Regions from separate parts of the Gossypium hirsutum genome. Here region 2 is linked to region 1. A link is a contact called in public Hi-C data. All regions are on one chromosome and are shown on one strand. The core of a region is the stretch at or near the end of the contact, and the rest is flanking DNA. Distances in the headings are between cores, read along the strand shown. Region 1 overlaps LOC107914582 (a long non-coding RNA gene). Region 2 holds the start of LOC107914584 (protein FAM133).

The links. Hi-C and Micro-C count contacts between places; a contact is called where the count stands out from the background.
Region 2: a contact with region 1 is called in a Hi-C map of leaf, with 1.7 times the contacts expected there. The contact joins the promoter of LOC107914584 here to the enhancer-like site in region 1. A contact is called at or near these places in 15 of 34 Hi-C or Micro-C datasets (anther, callus, fibers and 3 more).

Annotation. Positions count from the first base shown.
Region 1 is chrD10:20,979,692-20,984,740 of Gossypium_hirsutum_v2.1, reverse strand. LOC107914582 (a long non-coding RNA gene) reads left to right here. Exons shown (of 3, transcript XR_001688926.2): 2 at 829-1,001; 3 at 2,391-3,058. Among protein-coding and RNA genes, the nearest start is that of LOC107914582, 5.5 kb to the left of the region's middle. Within about 2 kb of position 2,695, at least 4 of the 9 cell types and tissues checked have an H3K27ac peak or open chromatin away from gene starts, as enhancers often do. A contact at or near this core is called in fibers, where this site is marked.
Region 2 is chrD10:21,014,672-21,019,720 of Gossypium_hirsutum_v2.1, reverse strand. LOC107914584 (protein FAM133) reads right to left here and starts at 2,760. Exons shown (of 5, transcript XM_016843526.2): 1 at 2,281-2,760; 2 at 1,406-1,507; 3 at 590-731; 4 at 447-493; 5 at 1-323. The coding sequence starts at 2,367. The coding sequence ends at 105.

The DNA.
Region 1 (5,049 bases), core at 1,446-3,945:
TTTAGATAGATGAGTCTGGTAGGAGACTTTATTGTGTAGGACTTTGATACATTTGTATTGAGTAGTGAGACCGATAGGAGATTTATATGCCTAAGTGAGACCGAGAGGGGAGCTTAGGTGGTATCTTTTAGTTTAGGATGAGACTGAGAGGAGATTCCTAATGACAATTGGCAAATAATATAATCAACATAGGTTTATTAGCTTAGTTAGTAATTAACAAATCATTTGATCATCATTTCAATCACATTGTTTTTAGTAAGAACGAAGAAAGTTAGTTTGGTATTTTTATTTGTTAATTTAGAATTTAGCTTTAATATATTTTCATATTTAGTTTGCGCTACTAATTTTTGATTCAAATAGACTAGTAATTGCTTAGCTTGTAATTAATTTCGATCATTAGAATACTTTGTGTATTCTATTGTAACACATATTAATATTATAACTATCCTATCACACTTGTAGTCAAAGCCACTTTTGATTCTCTATCTTTCTTGCTAATTTTTTGTTTAGTGTTCGTACATTGGCATGCGATCACCTACTAAAAGTAAGTAAACTGTTTCTTTTTTGAGTTTTTGGTTTGTGTTGCTCGAGCCCACACTCGACGCAATTCATGGTACGAGGATAGTAGAGAAGGCCGTTCGATTAAAAACTAGGATCGACTTAAGTCCACCTCGTACAAAGCACATTTATAATTCTGGTTAGGGTTACACTTTAAATATCACAAAAGATTTTGGTTTTAGAAAATTTTTAAAACTTCTACTGTACCTATGATAATTGTTTTCTAAATTGATTTTTCTAACATAAGAGGCCCTTCTCCTTTTCGTCTAGGGAAATCTCAATTATAGCAAAGTTTGCAGAAGATATTTCCCCATTTAAAGGTCGAGATTGATTGCATGAAAAGAATGGTTGAATGGTCCCTGCATCAGCAACAACACTTGTGTTAATCCCTACTCCAATTGTTCTCCCCCTCCCCTTGAAGAAAATAAGGGGAAATATCTAAGGTATATCATCTGAAATCCACCACTTTTGGTCTGAGCACTTCCCATAGATCATTATATATTGTCAAGGCTTTATAGCTAGCCCTTGAAGGATATGGGCCACAGTGTGATCAACATCAAAGGGCCACGATTCGTTACGAGGATTCTAGGACCCATCATCAACAAACCTTAGCTCAAAATCAACACTGCAAAAACTGTTCTCACCCTCATTGAATAAACAATACTTAAACACCTTCTAGAGATTATTGAATTGCTTTTTGGTAACCTTGTAACCTCCAAAGAAAGGCTTGGAATTGTACAATTTAGTGGGAGGTACAGTCCATTCAATGGGAAAGTCAAAACCCTTAAACTTTGATTCCACAAGTATGTACTTGTGGTGATCCAATCTCATGTTGCTAACCTTCCCATGCATCAAGTTTTCCACCGAAGGGTTCTCTTAATGCTTGGCAAAATAAAACAACCTCGGATAAGTAGTTTGATTTACTTGCAACAGTTGAAATAGGTTCTAAAAAACCCTTAGCTAGGGCTACTCCTTTCGTTTGGTACAATGGATGAGGAACCCTATGATAATCCACCATGAATCTCCAACGAGTTGCCTCGCTGCAACACCATAGTAGTTGAAGACTTCACCCACAAATGGATGGATAGGGAAGTAAAAGCCTGCCTTCAGTGCATAAATGGGGAAACTAAAGTGTGACAATGATTGAACTTGTGAGGGTGCCTAGTGAGAGGTTTGAGTGACGATGAGTTTAGTGCTCGATGGCTAGAGGTGAGTGATAGGTAGAGATATTCATGGGTCGATCCGATTTACTATTCAAAAAAATTAAAAATAAATTTATATTTTTATAATTAAATTTAAATAAAAATGTTTTTTATTATTTTTAAAACAGTGAAATGAATCATTTCGGTAGGCCATGTCTAGTTAGGCTTGGGACTAAAATTTTTGTTTGAATCGGGCCTAAGCTTGGCTTGGCCTATGAACACCTCTACTGATGCATAATTTTTTAGTTGGGGAAGGATTATAAAATGAAAGTTCATAAGGATGATTTCATATATGATCTAGGGCAACGTGTGAGAAAAAAAACAAAAAGGTGTAGTAATTTTTATTTTTAATTATATTTGATAACTCTAGGATATAGAGTTATTTTATTACTTTTAAGCTTTTATTTCATTCAAGTTCAGAGTGATTGAGAGTGTTTTAGTAGTTATTTTAATTACTAGAGTTATTTTATTACTTTTAAGCTTTTATTTCATTCAAGTTAAGAGTGATTGAGAGTGTTTTAGTAGTTATTTTAATTATGTTTATGGTAAGTAGTTAATCTTTGAAGCTTTATTTTAATAATGTATTCCTGCCAATTTGGACACTGAAAATGTGAATTTTTATCCTTGAAGGTGACTAGTAGAACATTAGAAATATGGAGAAAAGAATATGCTAAATTTCACCAATTGAAGCCTCAATGCTGCAGCAATGCCATAGCCTTAAACCTGACAGGAACAAATTGGAAACTTCATACTTAAAGAGCTCCACATCAGCTTTTGAGCTTAACCCATCTTTTAATCAAGTGCTGATAGTATCCGGGAACCAGAAAGAATAGGCTAGACAAACATGTAAAGGCCCAAAACATTTCTAATAGGAAAAAAATAGAATACGAAAGGGGTTTGATCTAGTCTATCTTCTTTAAGGGATGATATAAATATCATATTTCTCAAAAAATAGGAGGGCAGCCGCTGAGATTGAACAAACAGAACAAAAACTTTCAGGGTAAGAGCGTCGGAAAAGAAGCAGATAAGAGGAGGAAGAACAAGACGCAAACAACTTGTGGAGAACCACCGACATTCGACTCACATCTCTTCGCCTTTGTCTTTACCTATTATTTTGTTTTTTCTATTGTTTGAAATCATGGATAAATTTTTTTGAAGTTTTTTTTAGTTTGATGATTATGAGCTAAAAGTTTATATGCTAGAATGATTATGGAACCCTAATATGAGATTATTGGTACTTTGCTAGGGATGTTTGATGCAATTTGATGTTTATTCATTCAAGTGATTTTCATGTTTAAGCTTGCTGTTGCTTGATCAACATTAGTGGGTAATTGAGTTAATTGTTAAATCTAAAAGGGTTGTGATTAATGGACATAAAACTTGAATGGTGCATGTTTAATTTCTTTGATGTTAAATTTGTAACGATATAGACATATATTGTTACTGTTCATGATCTTGTCGGAACGGTGCTTGCAATTGTAATATTGATATTAACTTGGCATAGACATATGTTAAATTGATTAAAAGATTGAATATGTAGTGACTTCGAGAGAAGCCTATAACTTGTTAGGGGCTCGTTAGGGGCTTCGATGGAAAAATGAATTTAAGGGACCCAATTGGGCACAAATCATGATTCAAATGGCTCAATTGGATGCACTTTTCATTGATGGGCTTAATTGATTTTTAATTATTTTGGAGGGCTTATTTGACATTTTAACCTAATTTTTTATTGATGCATTAGAAATTCTATACACTTTTACCATCAACATCTATATCTATAATATATATATAAGCACGAGCCTAGAAAAACTTTTAAACTAATAAGGAAACCTTTTATTGTTAGTTATGTTATTTTATCCAATTAGTTAATTTTTACTATTGGTTATTTCCCTTTTTATTATCTTTAATACTATGAAAATGCTATTTTATTCTCTTAATTATTGTCCAAAAATAATGGACTTTATTATATATTAAATCAATTATCATTTAATTAGCAAATATTATTTTATTTTATTTTTAAAAAATATTATTATTTTTATTTAATAAACTATTCTCGTCAAATTCATATTAACATGCAAATTAGTTTAAAATTTCAAATTATATTTACTTTAATATTAAAATCAATAACTTTTACAGATAAAAATATAAGACAAATGTTAACAAAATGTGATTTAAAGTGATATTTAAATAATACTAGTATAGTTTACCCACGCTTCTCACTGGGTTGATTATTTATTTATATAAAATTATGACAGTAAAACTTTATTTAGAATAGATTTTGGTTGCAGATTTTCTTCTCTTTTGTCGAGAACTCTGTTAATGGAGATGATCAAACTTGTGGGCTTCATTGAATTTTAATTTATTAATGAGCATTTTCTCAAATCCTGCTCTTTTATATTTTATGCCTACTATGTGTTTGTTAAAATGCTTGTATGAGATTTAAGTTTGATTATTCACTAAATTGTTTTATTGGTTGATTGATGAGTGAGTTACTTAACTAAGTCATTATCTATGATTTGGTTTTTTTTTTGTTCAATTGTATTGAATCGCATATTACACTAGAATTGACGCCTTTAGTGGAAGATTTAGATAGATGAGTTTGAGAGGAGACTTTATCAGGTAGGACTTTGATACATTTGTGTCGAGTAGTGAAACTGATAGGAGATTTATATGCATAAGTGAGACCGAAAGGAGATTCCTAGCAACAAGTGGCAAATAATATAATCAACATTGGTTTATTAGCTTAGTTAGTAATTAACGAATTATTCGACCATCATTCCAATCCATTTGCATTGTTTCTAGTAAAATGGAAGAAAGTTGGTTTAGTATTTTTATTTGTAAATTTAGAATTTAGCTTTAATATATTTTCATATTTGGTTTGCGTTACTAATTTTTGATTCAAATAGACTAGTAATTGTTTAGCTTGTAATTAATTTGACAAACAAATTTACAATTGACAATCTCTTGTGTTCGATCCTTAGAATATTTCGTGTGTTCCATTGTAACACATATAAATATTACAACTGACCTGTCACACTTATAGTTGAAGTCACTTTTGATTCTCTATATTTCTTGCTAATTTTCTGTTTAGTGTTCGTACATTGGTGTGTCGCCACCTACTAAAAGTAAGGGTTTCTTTTCTGTGTTTTTTTGTTCATGTTGTTCAAACCCACACTCAACGCAATTCGTGTTACAAGAATAGTGAAGAATGTCGTTCAGTTGATAGCAAGGATCGACTTAAGTCCACCTTGCACAAAGCACATGTATAATTCTAGTTTGGGTTTATACT
Region 2 (5,049 bases), core at 1,511-4,010, 35 kb before region 1:
TCATTACAGGCCATCAATCCATTCGGAAAATATGGGAGAACAATCATTTTTCTACTGCAGGAATTCAGTATTATGATAAATTTAGTATCTTCTAACATACCATTTTAACTCTTCACACTCCCAAAAAATCTTGACAGTGGGACTGGACCTTCACCTTCTTCATTCTCGGTGCTTGAGTTCTTATTTCTTGATTTGTGCTTCTTTTTCTTCTCTCTTCTAGACTTGGACTTGGATCTTCTTGATTCTCTCTCTTCATCATCACTACTCGAAGATTCTGAGGATGAACTCGAGGAGCTTGACTCAGAAGACCTCCGTCTTGAACGCTTCATATAATCAAAGGTTTAACGAGTGCACTTCAGTTCACATTTTCATAATAATAACAATAACAGGGGATGATACACAAAACGTAAAATTACAGTTACAAAGTTGTTAGAAATTATTCAAACCTTTCTTTTTTTGCTGCTGCGTTTCTTTGAATCTTTGTCTTTTCGATCTGCAATGAATTCAACACCCTTAGAGAGCAAGAAAAAGACAGTAATTAAATCACAAGCGTGAGAATACCAGCCTTTTTAAGGCCTTTTACACATACCCTTTTTATGGCTAGATTTACTACTGGAGTGGTTTCTACCATGTGCAAGCTTGCTTGCCCTTTCAGCATCTAACTGAGCTCTATATTCTCGCATCATTCGATCCGTATCTGCTTCTAGTTCCCCTTTTCTCAATGCATCTTCCTAGCATATCAACAAAATACACAAAACAATGTTTAAAACCCACCTTATGAACCAGGTTGTGTATCACATTACCAAAAACTGCTGGGTTAGCAATACAATTAAACAACCAGATTAGTTCGGAGAATAGTTCCATGGCCATAATATTTAGCAAATGAACAGGTAATTTCGACACAGAAATTTCTTAGTGCCTCATCTTTGTTCTTGATTTGATTTCTCCCAGCTGTTGAATTTTGGTTGCATAAAGCTCAGCCTCTGATGTTCGAAACTAGTATCAATACAGCATGGCTGTAATTTACAAATAATGCTTAATTGGACGGTATTTTAGCAACTAACTCAACCACAAAGATCCATTGAAAAGAACAAAATTGATAGACTGCTAAAATAGTTTCCCCCCTTTCTGTAATGACATGATTACATTCAACTAAAATTATGAAGGAAGCAGGTAGGTTTTTTGGATCACTTTTGAGAGATTTTGTTGTCTAAGTTTATAAAAAAATATGGAATCGATTCTTAACAAATTTTCCAATGTATATAGATTTGCATAGCATGTCTAATAACAGAAACACGGGATTCAATCAGCATGAATCATTATAAGATCGAATACATTTACTTTAGCAACTTTTTCGACAAATCAACATCATAGAAACAAGGGAGGAAACTTTTCTGTAGCTTACTTTTTGTTTCTTTCTGAACTCTTCCCATGTAACTGTATGAGAAGTTTTAAGACTGGCCAAACGAGCAGCATGCCACTCTGGTGAATGAAAAGAACCATCCACCTGCGATTCTCCTCATCAGAAATGTTCCAGAAAACGAATATTATTAAGAATACAACTAGCGTTTCCAATAAAATTCTACAATCTCATAGCAAAAAATAAAATAAAAATAAAAGAGAGCAACTTTTTCATCAAAAATCAATTTGTAGAATGTTCTTAAGTACTTCATCCAATTACGCAAAGTTAGCAAACGTAATAGCTATCAAGCAAAAAAAGAACTTAAACTGGTATAGACCAAAAACAAAGTTGTAAGAATTTGAATGATTGCATACTTGAAAGAAGCATAACATTTATCACATTGATTAGCAAGAAATACGAAAAAAAAATAGTGATGAATCCAAAACCATAAGCTCCCTCAGAGAACGACTCATCATCAAATCAAGATTACACTGAGCTAAAACAAATAACATATTCTTATTAGCAAAGCTCTATGCCATCACGCCCAACAAATTTGAGCTCGATATTTGAACAATTAGTAAGAGCATAATATTAATGCTTCGCTAAATCACTTCTAAGTTCCAACTACCAACACTGAATAAACTACATAGATTTAACCTAACAAATTGACACAAGATAAGTCAAAAAAAGATTTTAGAAGACCCCAAAAGTAAATTCCCAAACATTGGAAGCACCAACCAAGAAACACATCCATCAATATAAATGAAATGGAAATAAATCAAGAAATACAAAGCACCCAGACGAAAAAACAAGTGCAGGTAACTATCATAAATCGAATATTTATATATAGAATTGTTTGAACATGGAAGGGTACAAACCATGCCATCCTCGATCTCTTCAGGGCCAGCAGAGGAAGAGCCAAGCCTGGCTCTTTGCATAGCCTTGTAGGCTTGGTTTTTCCCCATTTTCAGAAATACCCAGATTCAAAAATCCCCAGAAAAATCGAAATTAAAAAAAAAAGAAAAAGGAAAGAGAGAAATTGTTTTCTGGTATTTAAGATATTAAGGGTAAAAAACCCATATTGAAGTAAGAAAGAATATAGGGAATGGTATTCAGCGAAAAGAGAGGTTTGGGTGAAAGAGGGAGAGGAATCTCAAGTTTTTCTTTCTTTGTTTTTTTTCGTTCCGGAGCTAAAGAGTTATGAGGTAAAATTCAGTATTTTATCTGAAAATAACACAATAAAATGAAAGAAAATAATAAAAACCATAATCATATGACGAGCTTTACAAAACCCCATCCCCCATTGGAACAAATCTATAAGAAAATAAAACAAACTAAAATGAAAATTGATTTTTTTCTTTTTACTTTCATGTTATATATTTCATTATTAATATATGTTTTTAAGAACTATTTTTATATATAAACAAGTGTTTTTTACAATTGTATCACACATTGTTCGAATCGATATTACTGAAAATGACAATTAAAAACTCTAGTAATTTAATTTAATTTAAAATAAAAAAAATATCCTAACATGTTGGGAGGGCTATAAACCTTTAATAATTTAATTTAATGTAAAGTTTTAAAAAATAACAGTAATTTAATTTAGTTTAAAATTTAAAAAATAAGTAACCTAATTAAAACTTAACAGACATAAAAATTGAAGTTTGGCACTTGTGATTGTCGACTTTCACTTGAAAACTTTAGCATTATCTTGTTTATAAATAAACAATCAAATTTGTTACTTCTTTTTACATTAAGCTAAAACAAATCGTCTTCTATCTTCTACCCTAAGCTTTACATAGACAAGTATCTCCAAAATACAACTATCAATCGTACTATAATGACTTTCAACTTATTGAAACCTGAAAAAGGAGATGTTGGTTGGAATGCAATGACAATGGAATATTCTCTTATGGCTCTGCTTCGTGGTCATATGAATATAGGTTCACATGATGAGAGAATGGTTCCTCAATTAACAAACATCAATTTCTACCATGTAAGTCAAATTGTCAGAGTTACGTACATTCTATTATTCTTATCCGCTCTAATTAAATGATAGAGACCAAAGACTCAAACATTTCATCTCCCATGCGGTGAAGCGACAATAACACTAGAAGATGTAATATTGTTGATGGGGCTTCTAGTGGATGAGTGTCTTGTAATGAGAAGTTTTGAGCACAATTCAAGGCATATCCTCTACGAAACTTTTAGAGTGATATCAACCTTCTATCTTATTTCAACGGGCTCTTGATGAAGTTAGATTGGTTGAAAAGGTAATTCGAGTAGCTCATAGGGAATCCAACCTCTATTGATATTGATTGTCATGCTTGAGCATACATTTTTTGCTTGGTCGATGTTGTGTTGATACCGATGCCAAAAAAGTCTAGCAACTTAGTTCATATAATATATCTCCCATTGTTATTAAATTTATAAATGGTCAATACATATAGTTGGGACTCTGTTGTCTTAGCTTGCCTATATAGAGCATTGTCCAAAGGGTGTAGACTAGGGAATGAGGAAGTGAATGGTTTCCTTGCGATTTAAATGTTGTAGGGGTGGTATCTACTTCCATTCATTGTAATAACCTCTAAACTTCTCACTTTCACTCTTTCTAGAAGATAAAAGTAGAACTCTTAATCATAAAATCCATTACTTTCTAAATGTTTTATACCTATAACATTTTGTAATTTATTAGTTTTCTTGAGCATTGTGATCATACAAAATAATGAAAGAGATTTTTGGTATTGATATGAGGAATAATTGATAGAGAATTGAATACTTCAATAAACTATGTACTATGTTGTTGATTTCGTTTAATTTAATTAATATAATCTCATAACTAGGAATAACAATGGGTCGAATATCTTCATTTTTTTAATTATTTGAACCCACAAATCTGCTTAAAAATCCAAAATTTTTTATTATCCAAGTTATTTGAGTATTTCTATCAAAATCGAGTTAAATACTATTATCTGTAAGCTATCTAAATTCTCAAAAAAAAACTAATTTCAAACTTTTGAATAATTTTTTGGACATTCAAATTTGCAAAAATCTAAATTTGAATAATTTTTTTGAATATTCAAATCTACTAAAATTCTTTTTTCTTTATATATATATAAAATCAAAATTATAAGTATTTTATAACTAGTGGATTTAGATATTGAATCCAAATCCTTATTCATTATCTGAATAAGCAATGCAAATTTCGATAATGGATATCTGATGTATTTATTTGCATTAGCTTCGAATTCAAAGTAGATGGTAGTTTTAAAATCTGAATATGAATATTATCCGAATCTACAATATCCTAAGCCGCAAAAAATGGATCAAATATCTATAGATATTTGAATCTGCAATTCGAATTGCCATCCCCACTTATAATGTAATTTAAATTCAATGTTCCTTTATATTTGCAATTTATGCGGATGTCAAACCAATAAGAAGAAATTGAAGCTATGCTACCGTTAAAGGCATGATCTTGACTTAGTCTGAGTCGAGGAGAGAATTCATGGTGTAGAGTGATGCTTCGTTTAATGGATTGGGTTGTGTGTTAATGCAATATGGTAAGGTGATTGCGTATGTGTCTCAGCAATTAAAATTGCATGAATGCAATTACCTGATGCATGATTTAGAGTTGGTTGCTA